Regions from separate parts of the Mus musculus genome. Here regions 1 and 2 are each linked to region 3. The links are chromatin contacts, called in public HiChIP or PLAC-seq and promoter capture Hi-C maps. All regions are on one chromosome and are shown on one strand. The core of a region is the stretch at or near the end of the contact, and the rest is flanking DNA. Distances in the headings are between cores, read along the strand shown. Region 1 overlaps Nlgn1 (neuroligin 1). Region 2 holds the start of Spata16 (spermatogenesis associated 16). Region 3 holds the start of A830092H15Rik (a long non-coding RNA gene).

The links. Promoter capture Hi-C pulls out the DNA fragments that hold promoters and counts their contacts. HiChIP or PLAC-seq counts read pairs in DNA pulled down with a chosen protein or histone mark.
Region 1: a contact with region 3 is called in an H3K4me3 HiChIP or PLAC-seq map of neural progenitor cells, with 5 times the contacts expected there. The contact joins the enhancer-like site here to the promoter of A830092H15Rik in region 3. A contact is called at or near these places in 1 of 39 promoter capture datasets (hippocampal neurons), 2 of 115 datasets of contacts at active chromatin or transcription factors (neural progenitor cells and stem cell-derived neural progenitor cells) and 2 of 9 other capture datasets (adipose tissue and liver).
Region 2: a promoter capture Hi-C map of embryonic stem cells shows a contact between it and region 3. The contact joins the promoter of Spata16 here to the promoter of A830092H15Rik in region 3. A contact is called at or near these places in 3 of 39 promoter capture datasets (cranial neural crest, embryonic stem cells and second pharyngeal arch cranial neural crest), 3 of 484 Hi-C or Micro-C datasets (cortical neurons and ventral hippocampal neurons) and 4 of 115 datasets of contacts at active chromatin or transcription factors (astrocytes, embryonic forebrain, forebrain and 1 more).

The regions. Positions count from the first base shown.
Region 1 is chr3:26,002,030-26,005,946 of GRCm38.p6, forward strand. All of the region lies in intron 2 of Nlgn1 (neuroligin 1), which reads right to left. Among named protein-coding and RNA genes, the nearest start is that of Nlgn1, 150 kb to the right of the region's middle. Within about 2 kb of position 1,367, at least 36 of the 459 cell types and tissues checked have an H3K27ac peak or open chromatin away from gene starts, as enhancers often do. A contact at or near this core is called in neural progenitor cells, where this site is marked.
Region 2 is chr3:26,635,261-26,639,090 of GRCm38.p6, forward strand. Spata16 (spermatogenesis associated 16) reads left to right here and starts at 2,371. Exons shown (of 11, transcript NM_029150.4): 1 at 2,371-2,477.
Region 3 is chr3:26,329,548-26,333,758 of GRCm38.p6, forward strand. A830092H15Rik (a long non-coding RNA gene) reads left to right here and starts at 2,406. Exons shown (of 2, transcript XR_389623.4): 1 at 2,406-2,536; 2 at 3,315-4,211. It also overlaps a transcript of Nlgn1 not described here.

The DNA.
Region 1 (3,917 bases), core at 117-2,616, 330 kb before region 3:
GCACTTAAAAGAAACAACGCTCTATTAAGAAGCATGGACAAGAAATGATCCAGGCACAGCATAGTGAGCTGGGGGCCACAAATATGTATAGTGGATTCAAGATGACCTTAGGAATCTCCTTGAATCCTGCCCAGGTGAGCTTGTGGTTCAAACAACTCTTACTGCAGAACCTAATATAGAAATAACTTGTTCCCACTCCCACCTCCCAGGTGCTCAGTTTGGAAGGGAAATAAGTGGACCTTCTGCCCATCATCATATTGGCCAACAGCTGCTGCAGAGCAGCAAGCAATGTGAGAGAGAAGGCTCAGAGTTGAGCACAGGAAAAGAAATTGAGCTGCTGAGCTCAGTGAGCAATCCCAAAGTCCTTAATAATGTGTAATCCAAAACGTAATCAACTCTACAGGAGAAAAAAGTTAAAACATCATTTCTGAAGTGCTTGAAATTAAAAACAAAACAAAACAAAAAAATAAATAAAAACAAAAGAAACAAACCACCAAAAAAAACCTCCATTCTAAATGCACTTGAAACTCAAGCACCACCTGCTGGTCCAAACTGGATCTTCCCACTCACTACAGGATTCCAATTTTATTGGCATTCAAATCAGACTATTCATCCCTCATTCACTCATTTTTTTTAGGATTAAGGCAAGCGTGCAACTGACTTTTAAAAGCAGATAGCTTAGTTTTGCTAAACTATGTAGCTAGTTTTGTATCCCCAGCTCCATAATTAAACAAAAATGCACACTAGTAAAATAATAACAATATTTTATCATTGAAAAAATAAGGTATTAATGTGAGATACCCAATAACGCAGACATATACCTTTCTAACAGGTGTTTCTCCAGCACCAGGAATGCTCTCATTAATTACCATTGCAAGTGTTTTTGTTCATTTTATAATTCTTCAATGAGAATATTTAAAACTTGCAACATCTTAATAAAAAAAAAAAAAAGCTGTGAAATACTCTCACCACAGACTAAACAAACATCCACCAGCAAGAGACACTATTAGATGGTGTTTGTAAAAATGACTCACTGAGATTTAGCTAGTTAGCTTTCCGAGGACTGCAACAACCAATATTATATTCTTTGTGAATGTGCCTTAGAATTAGGTCACTGAATCAATTTTGCATTTGTTTTATAAACAAGGCACTTTCTGTCAGTTTCGTGGAAAACTACTGTAAAAATATAAATAACCATTTTCCATATTACTATCCAAATATGTAGCCAATTATTTCATTAATCAAAATGCTCACCCCACTCAGGGTCTATGTTAAATTTCTCCTATTTATCAAAGGCAACTGTGTGCTGCACTTACAGACATGGCCTCAAAGCTTAACTGGTACCAGCATCTTAGGGCTACAGTAACAGTGTATCCTAGGCAACCAAGTCATGGCTAAAGCACCGCAGTGTTTGTTTAAAACGTGATGTGCAAAGCAATCAGAAGAGCTTCAATTCTAGGGAAATTCTTTTTCAATGTAAGCCTGAAATTAGAGTGCTGCTATTCGCACCGTTATAATTAAGAATGCGTCACCATGTTCATTATTTTCAAGGGTTTGTAACTGAGCTGTAAAAAATTAGTCATAGTAATTAAAAGACAGAAAACATTGAGTTATGCTAAGATACATTACTGGGGCATTTAAAATCTCAGAAAAAAAGGAGTTTTAAGCAAGTTAAATGTTGTAATATATTTACTAGGCCAAAGCAATATCATAATATTACATTGATAAGTTGGAAACATAATTCTAACTGTTTTTATTCTTTTCTTGCAAAACTATAGTATCAGCTATTATAGAATCATGATTAATTTTCAATTACTTCATTTTGTCTGTACTTCAGTAACTTTAATCTCTTGATTAATCTGTTAGCAATGTGTTAATCTGAAAATTATGTACAGATACTGTTGCAGGCATGCTTTAGTGATGTAAGATTGGAGATCTGTGCTGTTTTGCGCTGCTCTTCTATATTTAAATATATATCCTATGTATAAATATATAAACACTAAATTGTAGACACAGGATCTTGATTTGGTACATTATTTACTTTTTATCTGCTACATTTCTTTCAGCACAAAAAATGGTAAGTTCCTTCACCCATTTTGCAAGATGGAAAAATAAAATAAAAATACAAAACCTTGCTCTTTGCATAGAAAAATAAGTACTGTTTGGGGCAGGAGAGGAAGTATGATGGACGTTCCCTGGAGTATCAGTGGCATCAACACGCAGAGTGGCACATCATAGCCTTGTCACAAATAAATATGCTTGTAGGTCCAGTAAGACCTGGGGGCCCAAGCCCATAGACCATACTACTTGCGCATGTCCAAAGAGAACCATCAGGCTGCACATTGACCAACTCATATCTGGAAACAGTGACAGTAAAATACAAAGTGATTCAGCATTGTTAACACTCTCTAAGTGTCACTGTAATGTTTTCAAATATGCAAACTTATTGGAAATTTCAATAATAAATAAAACATTTGAAGAAATTAATCTCCTTCTAAATCCAATAACAACCTAAACTATGCATAAAGCAATACCTATATCTTTTAGATAAAAGAATAAATTGTCATTGAGTTTGCAAATATTAGAATGGAAAATAAACATAGTCACAGGCTTTATGGAGATTACCTTATAAGAGAGATCGAAGAATAACACTAACCCCAAGGTAACTGGCAGTCATGGAATGCTCAGTAGACATTTAGCTTCTCTAATACCATTTCCTAGTTTACGTGTGTTTTCCTTCATAGTTAAAACCTCGTGAACTATTAAGTTTAATAATATATAGAATTATTAATCTTATTCTGATTTCCTTTTGATGTGTCAATCCTTTTAAAATATTGGGTTAAATTAATACTGTGTGATTGTGTATTTTATGTACATTTTAAAACACTGTTTCTAGTATTTTCTAAAATTTAGAATTAATATTATCTTTTACTCTTTAAAATTTATTTTACTTTTAATTCTATGTCTGTCTATTTGTCTGACACTCTGTCTGTGAAAGTTAGTACAGGAGCCATGGAGACCAGAAAAATTGGATTCCCCTAGAGTTAGAATCACAGGCATTTGTGGGTAGTAGACACAATGAACTACACGAGGGTCCTCTCCAAGAACACCAATTGCCCTTAACCACTGAGCCTTCTTTCCTGGCCTTCACTCTTTCTTATACTCAATGTGCTAAGCCTTAAAAACTGTGAGGCATGGTAGTTTAGATCAGAAATCATTGAAACTGTCTAGAAGTATTAGCCTATAAAGGTTATATTCACTCGTTTTCATCCTAGAATTTTCCACATGATAAAATTATCTCGATTCTGCTATGTGTGCTTAAGAATCTGCTGCTCTAACACGTGTTTAATTTGTTTTGGTCTCTTTCTCTCTTTCATTCTTTCTTTTGCTTTGTAGTTACAATCCTCTCTTATCATTATACACACACATATATATATACATACATATATATTATATATATATATATAAACATAAAATTCATTTGGAATTAATGTACATTTTTGTCACAGTTCAGAGACAGCACAGTAGGAAGCAGTTCTACTTTTCTGTCCAAAAAAAAGATTTTAAGTTTCAGTAATGAAATATGAAAAAAACAGATATAGAAATGCAAGGTGGCACTTGAAGAATTTATAGATTATAGAATATAGAATTTTATAGAATATAGAATAGAAAATTATATATAGAATATTGATAAGAAGTAAATATGTTCACTTTATTACACGTCATCTATGTATTGATTCAATAGCCTAGAATTTTGTACAATGTACTTTTGTGCATTCACCATTAGTGTACACAAAAATACCTAGCAAAAGTATGTCTAAGGTACTCTTTATTATTGGCAAAGTTCTTTATTAAAAATTATATATCTAGATAGATATAGATAGATATACACAGATAGATAGATAGATAGATAGATA
Region 2 (3,830 bases), core at 1,121-3,620, 310 kb after region 3:
TACAATTTCCTACTTGACACCGTGTACAATAAAGTTTTATCATGTCTAATAAAGCAAGGAAAACTAAATTTAAAAAAAGCATCCATCAGAAAGGAAGAATGAAATGATCTCTGTTAGTCAACAACATTATTATCTAGAAAATCACAAGAGTATTAAAAGCTAATAAAAAAGGTTCCAGTACTAAGTCTGGGAAGATACCAGAATATTCCATCAATAAAAAGTTCAGATACATTTTTACAGACTCAAGGAGCCACTGGAAAAGGAAATATTTAGAAAATATGGAATTTTTAAAAGCATTAAAAACATGAACTGCTTAGGCATAAGTTTTACAAAATATGTGTGAAAACCATATATCAACTTAATGATAAGAGCAATCAAAGGTCCAATTAAATATGGAAATACAGAGTAGCAGTAGAATGAAAGACCATTGGTTAGGGTGTCAGTTTTACCAGATTGATCTATAGATACTAAGAAAATTACAACAAAGATTCTAGCAAGATGTTTGTCATGGAAACAGGAAAGCTGATTCTAGAATTTAAATAGAAAAATAAAAAATAGAACATAACAGATAATTTTGAAAAAGAAAAGGAAAGTTGGGGGATGCATGGCACCTGCAAATAAGGCATGTTTTAATGCTGTAGTAACCAGGACAATGGGATCGTTGAAGAAAAACTAAATGTATAGATTACTGAAAAGAATAGAGGGAGAGAGAGAGAGGGAGAGAGAGAGAGAAGGAGAGAGGGAGAGAGAGAGAAGGAGAGAGAGAGATGAGAGAGAGAGAAGGAGAGAGAGGGGGAGGGAGAAGAGAGAGAGAGAAGGAGAGAGGGAGAGAAGGAGAGAGGGAGAGAAGGAGAGAGGGAGAGAGAGAGGAGAGAGAGAAAGGAGAAAGAGAAGGAGAGAGAGGGAGAGGAGAGAGAGAAGGAGAGAGGGAGAGGGGGGAGAGGGAGAGGAGAGAGGGAGGGAGAGAGAGAGAGAGAGAGAGAGAGAGAGAGAGAGAGAGACTGCAGAGCCATCTGCTGCTGGGGCATGAGCAACCTGCCAGTGACTTTCATCTCTGTGCTGTGCTTTGAAAGTGGATGCTTTCAAAGTTGTTTACTATGTCAAAAACATTTAGTAGAGTTGGACTCTTGAAGTGGAGATCTGAACATCAAAACAGTAGGTGAGGTGGGACAATAGGAAGACTGTAACAAGAGGAACAGGCAATCTTACTAAGCAGCAGAGGCTTCAGACCCCTCACCTCTCTCGACCCTTCACCTCAGTTGAGTCTCCAGCTCATCTTAAGATTAACATGAAGATGCATGAATAACGCAGAGTCAAGGTGAAACTGTTTGCTACACAGTTCAGGAGTTGTCAGGAGAAAGATGTAGTTCTTAGGAGTACAAGTATGGATAATGATCTACTTCATACACTATGTGTAAGAGGCTGGAAAATAGTCTGCTAAGTCATAAATTCCAAGTGTAAGGACCAGAGTTTGATTTCCAGAACTGACACTAAACAGCAGCCCATGGTGGAGTGCACTTGTAATGCCTGTGGTGCAGAGGTGGAAATATATGGATCCCCGAGACTTGTTAGCCTGCCAGTCTAGCCGGGCAAGTCCCAGAAGTCAGCGAGAGACCTTGTCCCAAAAAGCAAAGTGGATTGGTCCTGAGGAACAAGACCCAAATTTATCTTCACTTGCACACGCGCACACAAGTACACGCGTCCACATAAACATACACAGAATGAATAAACATAGTTTAAAAAAATAAAGGACATGCAAAATTGTTTAAAGTATATTTATGGATATTATATCTCAGTAAGTGAATGTAGATGCGTGGCAGTAAGAGAAGGGGCACTAGTTTTATATAGCCAAAGATATATAGCAAAATGTTTATAATGTTTCTCAGGTAATTCTTATTTTCTGGGCATATTTCTCTCTTGCGAATTGTGTTTTCTCTTTTAACATTGTTTGAGGATATCGTACACGCCTATGATGAGTTTTGGTCTATCAGCCACATTCTGTCTACGTTTCCCTCCAAATTTCTTACGGTCTGTAAAGCTACTTGCTGCTGTCTTCGGAGCAACTATGGGAACATGAGTCTGTGAAGAAAACGGATTCCTCCTCCTCTACTATGAACCAAGTGCTAATAGCTTTGATGGGGTGGGCAAATACCAGCTAGGGGTGGGCAAAACCCTTCTAAATGATTATTCTGTCTTCATTAATTTTAGAGTATTAAAGGAAACTCACACATAGCAGGTGCATTCAGAGAGAAGGCTGGGGAGGTGCCGTAGCTCCCCGATGGTGGGCCGAGCCTGGAGGCACGTGGTCCGCTAAATGGGCGGGGCCACGTGGCTGGTCGTTTTTTTTTTTTTTTTTTTTTTTTTACTTCTAAGAGCTCTCTGAAGCTCCACAGCAGGTTGGCCTGGGATTGGGACCGTTGGCACGACAGATGCTGTAGGTGGTAGTCACTCGGCTCCTCTGACCCTAAACCACACAGGTAGGAAGAGGCTGCTTTACCCTAAGAACAAAGCAGTTGGCAGGTTTGTTGTAGAAAAAAGGGGGGATGTCGGGGAAGCTTGAGTAGCGACAAGAAGTGAGATCTGCCCCCTACCATCTCACGCAGGAACGGGGGAATGAAGAAATATCGCTTGTGAACAATCCTTCCTTCTGTAAGCAGTTAGAAGATAGGTTCAAAACTGATGTCGCCTTTAGGAACCCTTAGCCTTGCCAAACAGGATATAGGCTCTTTCTGTTTTCATCCCGCTGAGAAGAGAAAAGCTAAGGCCTATTCAGTTTCATGAGTCCGAGAGTTTTTTCTATTTTCATTTTCCTTTATCCTAACTGCTATTCCTTAGTGACCAATATGGATTGAGAACATCTGGCCCTATAGGAGCTGATAGCTGCCACGCTCTGGCTTTTATCATTTGTGGTTCAGACTTTGTTATTCTGTGAGCGACATTACTATGAACTAAAGATATTAGCTGTATGCCTGGCTTGATTGTTGTGCATGTAACCTTAGCACTTGGGAGAATGAGCCAAGAGAATTATCAGGGTTTGAGGTCAGCCTGGGAACACTCATGTAGTGAGTTCTGAGCCAGCCTGAAACAGAGTGAAACAAGGTAGATATGTGGATAGATAGATAGATGGGAGAGTGGACAGATGGGGACACACACACACACACACACACACACACACACACACACTGTATAATTGTACTTCCTAATACTGGGACCCTTTAATACAGTTCCTCATGTAGTGGTGACCCCCCCCACACACACACACACAATAAGAAATAATAAATTACTTTTGTTGCCACTCCATACCTGTAAATTTTCTACTGCTATGAACTGTACTGTAAATACCAGATATGCACAGTATCTGATATGTGACCCCTGTGAAAGGGTTGCTTAAACCTCAAAAGGTCTGAGACCCACACGTTGAGAACTGCTTATCTAAGTAGAAGCCATGACATCTTTTTATCCTGATGTGCCCAGCATAAAACATTACTGATTGAGTGAATGAACACCCATCACAGAAAGCTTTCATTCAAAGGTGGTTCAGCCTTAGCAGTGAAAAACAACTTTAAATCCTTATTTAATACAATTTACATTTCATATTCTCTACCAATAAAATATTTATAGGCACCAGTAAAGGTCTCTTTTTGAAACACTAGGAGAGTGCTTGTCATTTTAGTAAAGCCACTAATTTGAAGTGCTTAAAAAACGTCACATGGGCTGATAAATAATTTTGTATGGCCCCTTTTGATTTAGTGTTATACATACTGAAGGGCTAAAGTGAGCTTTAATGTCACACACTCCCTCGAGAACTTGGATGTACGAGGCGCGCTCTT
Region 3 (4,211 bases), core at 1,156-3,655:
TAAAAATTTAAATAGCAAATCTTAAAATTTGTACCTGTGTTCTATAGTTTTAGCTACTTAATAATCCTAAGGTTTAATTTTATTTTTGAAAAGCTAAAGTAATAAGTTAAGGCAAGTTGACATAAGAGCAGGACTTATCCCAGAATAACTGCTTGAAAATGCTAAATGTGAAGTCAAATCTGAGAAACTAGGGTTGGAAGAGATGGCACTGTGTCTTTCAGGGGAGTCATCTGACTGACCCTGCCCAGAGTCAACTAGACTTCTAGGCAACCCTTCCCCCACCAGAAACAAGCAGAGAAGATCCTGGGCCTACCTTCCTGTGTAGCCCTGTTCCAATTGCAAACAATCCAAGCATTTTTATATGGCAATATGTTATCACTAAATAAAAATGGAAATTTTCACAAAATAAAACCACAGGAAAAAAAATTAAATTTGACAGACAGCAATTCTGAGGGTGGAGGTGAGGGGGAAGTCCCCAAAGAGGCTCTTCTTACTTCAAACCCTAGGATCTCTAGTGTTACTTCCTTCTGAAATATCCCCGTTCCTCCTTTAGCTAGAAGGATTGTAAAGACTACATGTAGAAGAGCAGGCTTACAGAAAACAGTTACTCCTTTTAATCACTCCGTGCCATCAGAAGGCCTGAGCAATGATTAACTTCCACATTCTCTGTGAATCACTCCATCACTAGGCAGTGCAAGGAGACTGAGATCCATTCTCTGCCAAGGGCACAGTAAACTTAATGGGGTTTTGCATTTTGCATTAGATATTCTAAATACACACATGGTCTTCGCTGCTCAACTCATTTCCAAAGAAAACTGGCACTCTCTTTAGGTTGTAATAGCTGACTACGCTCAGAAATTTTATAGATTTTGTACTCAAGCACACACACACACATACATACATACACACCTCCTCTAAATGCCATTTAAAAAATTATGATCATATTAATAGTCCAAGTATAATTAATTTTGAGAAATGTATCAAGACACTGTAATGTCAAATATAGCATGAAACTTCCAGTTACTTAAGCAAAATAGGCTACAGTAGTTTTAGTATAAAAAGAGGGAAATTGGGATGTCAACACTCTATTAAAACACACAGTGAAAGAGAGAGGGTTAACTATCTAAATTCACATTTCCCCAGCCCTATGTCTACCACTAAGGCCCTAGAAATGGAAGGAAAAAGAGAGAGAGAGAGAGAGAGAGAGAGAGAGAGAGAGAGAGAGAGAGAGAGAGAGAGAGAGAGAGAGAGAGAGAGAGAGAGAGAGAAAGAGAAAACAGTGGTACAGGCCAGAGCTCATTAGAATAATCACAAATGAATCAAATATGGGACATATTTCCCTCATTCCAATAACAGCCTAACTGCTTCCTCCGGAATAAATTATTCCTCGTTCAAAAACCTCATCCTAAATAATTTAAAATTTACTGCAGGTTGCTTTAATATTATGTCTACTCACAAGGCATTGTGCTGAGGCTGGCAGGAGTCAGTGGCGAACCGTTTAAACCTTGGGGTGGACTACCCTCTCTTCCCAGGAGAGTTTATTGCCCAACAATGCATAATCTATTAGTCGCTCCTCGCGGGGGATCCAGAAAGTGACATCTTGACTTGAACCAGCACGCAGATCGGAAAGCCACTTCAAAGGAAACCTTGTAGAGAAGAAGAGCAACTTTCTAATTCCTGTCAAACTAAGAGGCGGAACCAAGCCCAGAAGTAGCCTCAAGGCCTGGAGAGAGCAGAGCAGAGAGCCGACTCCACACTCCAGCCAAGGCTCAAGAAAGGCTTTGCTTCTGGAGGCGGCATTGTTCCTCCATCCGCTCAGCCTCCGCGTCTCCCCTCCGCGGACTCTCAGAATCACTGCCTTTCTCGGGTACCTCTCCGCCGACCTCCGGGATCTGGGTGCCTGGGTCCCAAGGCGCACCCAAGCAGGCTCACTGCAGAGGCTGGGGCGCCGCTCGGAAGACTAGGAGCCTCCGCACGAGTCCGCCCCGACCAGGGCAGCGCGCAGCGCACACTCAGTGTCTCACTCCTCTCGGCTTCCCTGGCTCCCACGGACTCGGTTGGCCTCTCACCACCCACTCGGGTTCGCCTTTCCTGCCTTGGCTTCCCACACCAGCTCCGCACCGCCGCCACAGCCGCGTCCCGACGCTCCGAACCCTAGCAGGCCGGGATGAAGGGATGCCAGGGTCAGGGATGCACCCGAAGGAGAAGAGAGGCTAAGGCGAGCCGGGGCAGGTGGGGAGTCGCGGGCTGCGGGAGAGGGCGTGTGCGAGCGAGCCCCCCGAGAAAGATGCATGTACTCGGCCACCCCGCTGGAAGAAGGACCGAGGGGGCAGGATGCAACGTGGAGAACGCCCACCGCGAGGGTGCGCAAAACCGGCGATTTGCAAAGTGCCAGGGCCAGACAGGCAGAGGGGGAGGAAGGAGGCTGGCTGAAGACCAGGAACAGAGAGAAGAGCCCACTTCTCCATCAAAAGGTCTGTTCGGTTAACGCATCCCCAGAGCAGGAGTTAATCGAGGACTGGATGCAGTGTAAAAGGTGGGTTTTAAAAAACTCGCTGGCCGCGTAGGTCTTCTTATGCTAGACTTAGCTCCCTCTCTCTCAACTCTGGGGATTTGCCCTCCCTGTGACACAACTGGAATTTACAGGAGCTGAAGCCCACTGTCCTCCTTGCTGTTTATCTGCATTTTGGAGATTCTATGAAACCTAGTATTGAAGAAACCACCCAGCTCATTAAAGTTCATTAATTTTTATTGTTTTTATTTTCATCAGAAGATAGTAGTGGAGACTTAACACCAAGATGTGTTTAAAACATTGATCTGATCGACATAGCATTTTGTTGTAGTTGTTGTTGTTGTTGTTTTTGTTACTGTTGTTGTATAAAGGACAAAATGTATTTTAAACCGCTAAAAGACAGAGGCAGGTACTGGGAAACTCAATCAAGTGGGGGAATACAAGACACATTTAAACTGTAATGGACTATCACATCTTTAACACAGTCACCCTCCCCAGCACCCGATCCCTCCTCCTGGGCCCCGGGGATTTTGGAAAAGGGTGGAGCAAGGTAGAGAACAGGGATGGGGTAGGGTTGGTGGAAAAGGTGAGGGCAGGTAGAAGCCAGCAGGAAGTTATCAGCAGTCCCTAGGACTGAGGTAAATGCCATGCCTAGTAGACTCAAGAGGCCCCCTTACCTTCTCTCTAAGCCCCCGTTGTACCTGCTCTGCAACCAGAAATACTTCTTGGTGCCTAGCGTTCAGCCTAAGGATGGCAGAACGTTAAACAGTTCTTCACTCTCCCTCCCCTTGTTCCAAACCAGGATCAAAAGAATGTGAATAATGGTCTCTGTGCTCATCAGCTCTGGAACATTTCGCTGTGTTGAGGAGAAGAAGATGAAAACCAAGCTTTGAGACGCACGTAAATGTATCATAAGCTACCCGACCGATATATAAACATATATAGGTTCTTTGCATGTAAATCCAAAAGAAGAGCACCCCAGAAGCCTCTGGAGGAGGGAGGGGGCTGGAGCAGCAAAACTTGGCAGAGCAAATGTATCCAAGGATTTCGTGCCAGAATTCCTGAGAAGCTTTGGAGGAAGAGGAAGAAAAAGAAAAATATGAAATTATCCCTAAACACACACTTGAAACTGGAGACGCCTAAAGGAGAGTAGAAACGGAGAAGATGAGGTTTTTCTGGGAACCACGGATCCGTCAGCCAAATGAGCAATCGCCACAGAAAATCCTAGGCGGAGCGGTAGCTCCAGATGGGTCCCCTGCTCGCGTCCCCGCCGCTGCCGCTGCTACCTGTAGACAGGCACACACACACACACACACACGCACACTCACGCGCGCACACACACATCAGCCTCTGCTGCGCGCGCTCTCTCCCTCTCTTGGCCATACGCTGGGAGCTGGAGTCTCAACACAACTAGATCTACCCTCCTGCCGGGCGGTCCTGCTCACCAGCTCCGGCTCACTACTCCTGACAGCCTTGTAGCACAGCATCACTTCCCCCAGGTCGGGGGGGGGGGGGGGAGCCTCCACAGCAGCCGCCTAGGTGCTGGTGGCGGCCCCCTCCCTTTACTAAGTTCCGCCTTCTCTGGTCCCTCCAACCCGCGGTAGCCCGAACACCCCGCAGCGCCCACGGCGCCAGCAACGTCCGAGGTTGCAGGAAGGGTGAAGGGCCCTGGGCGTCACTCGTGACGTCTTCTAAGCCT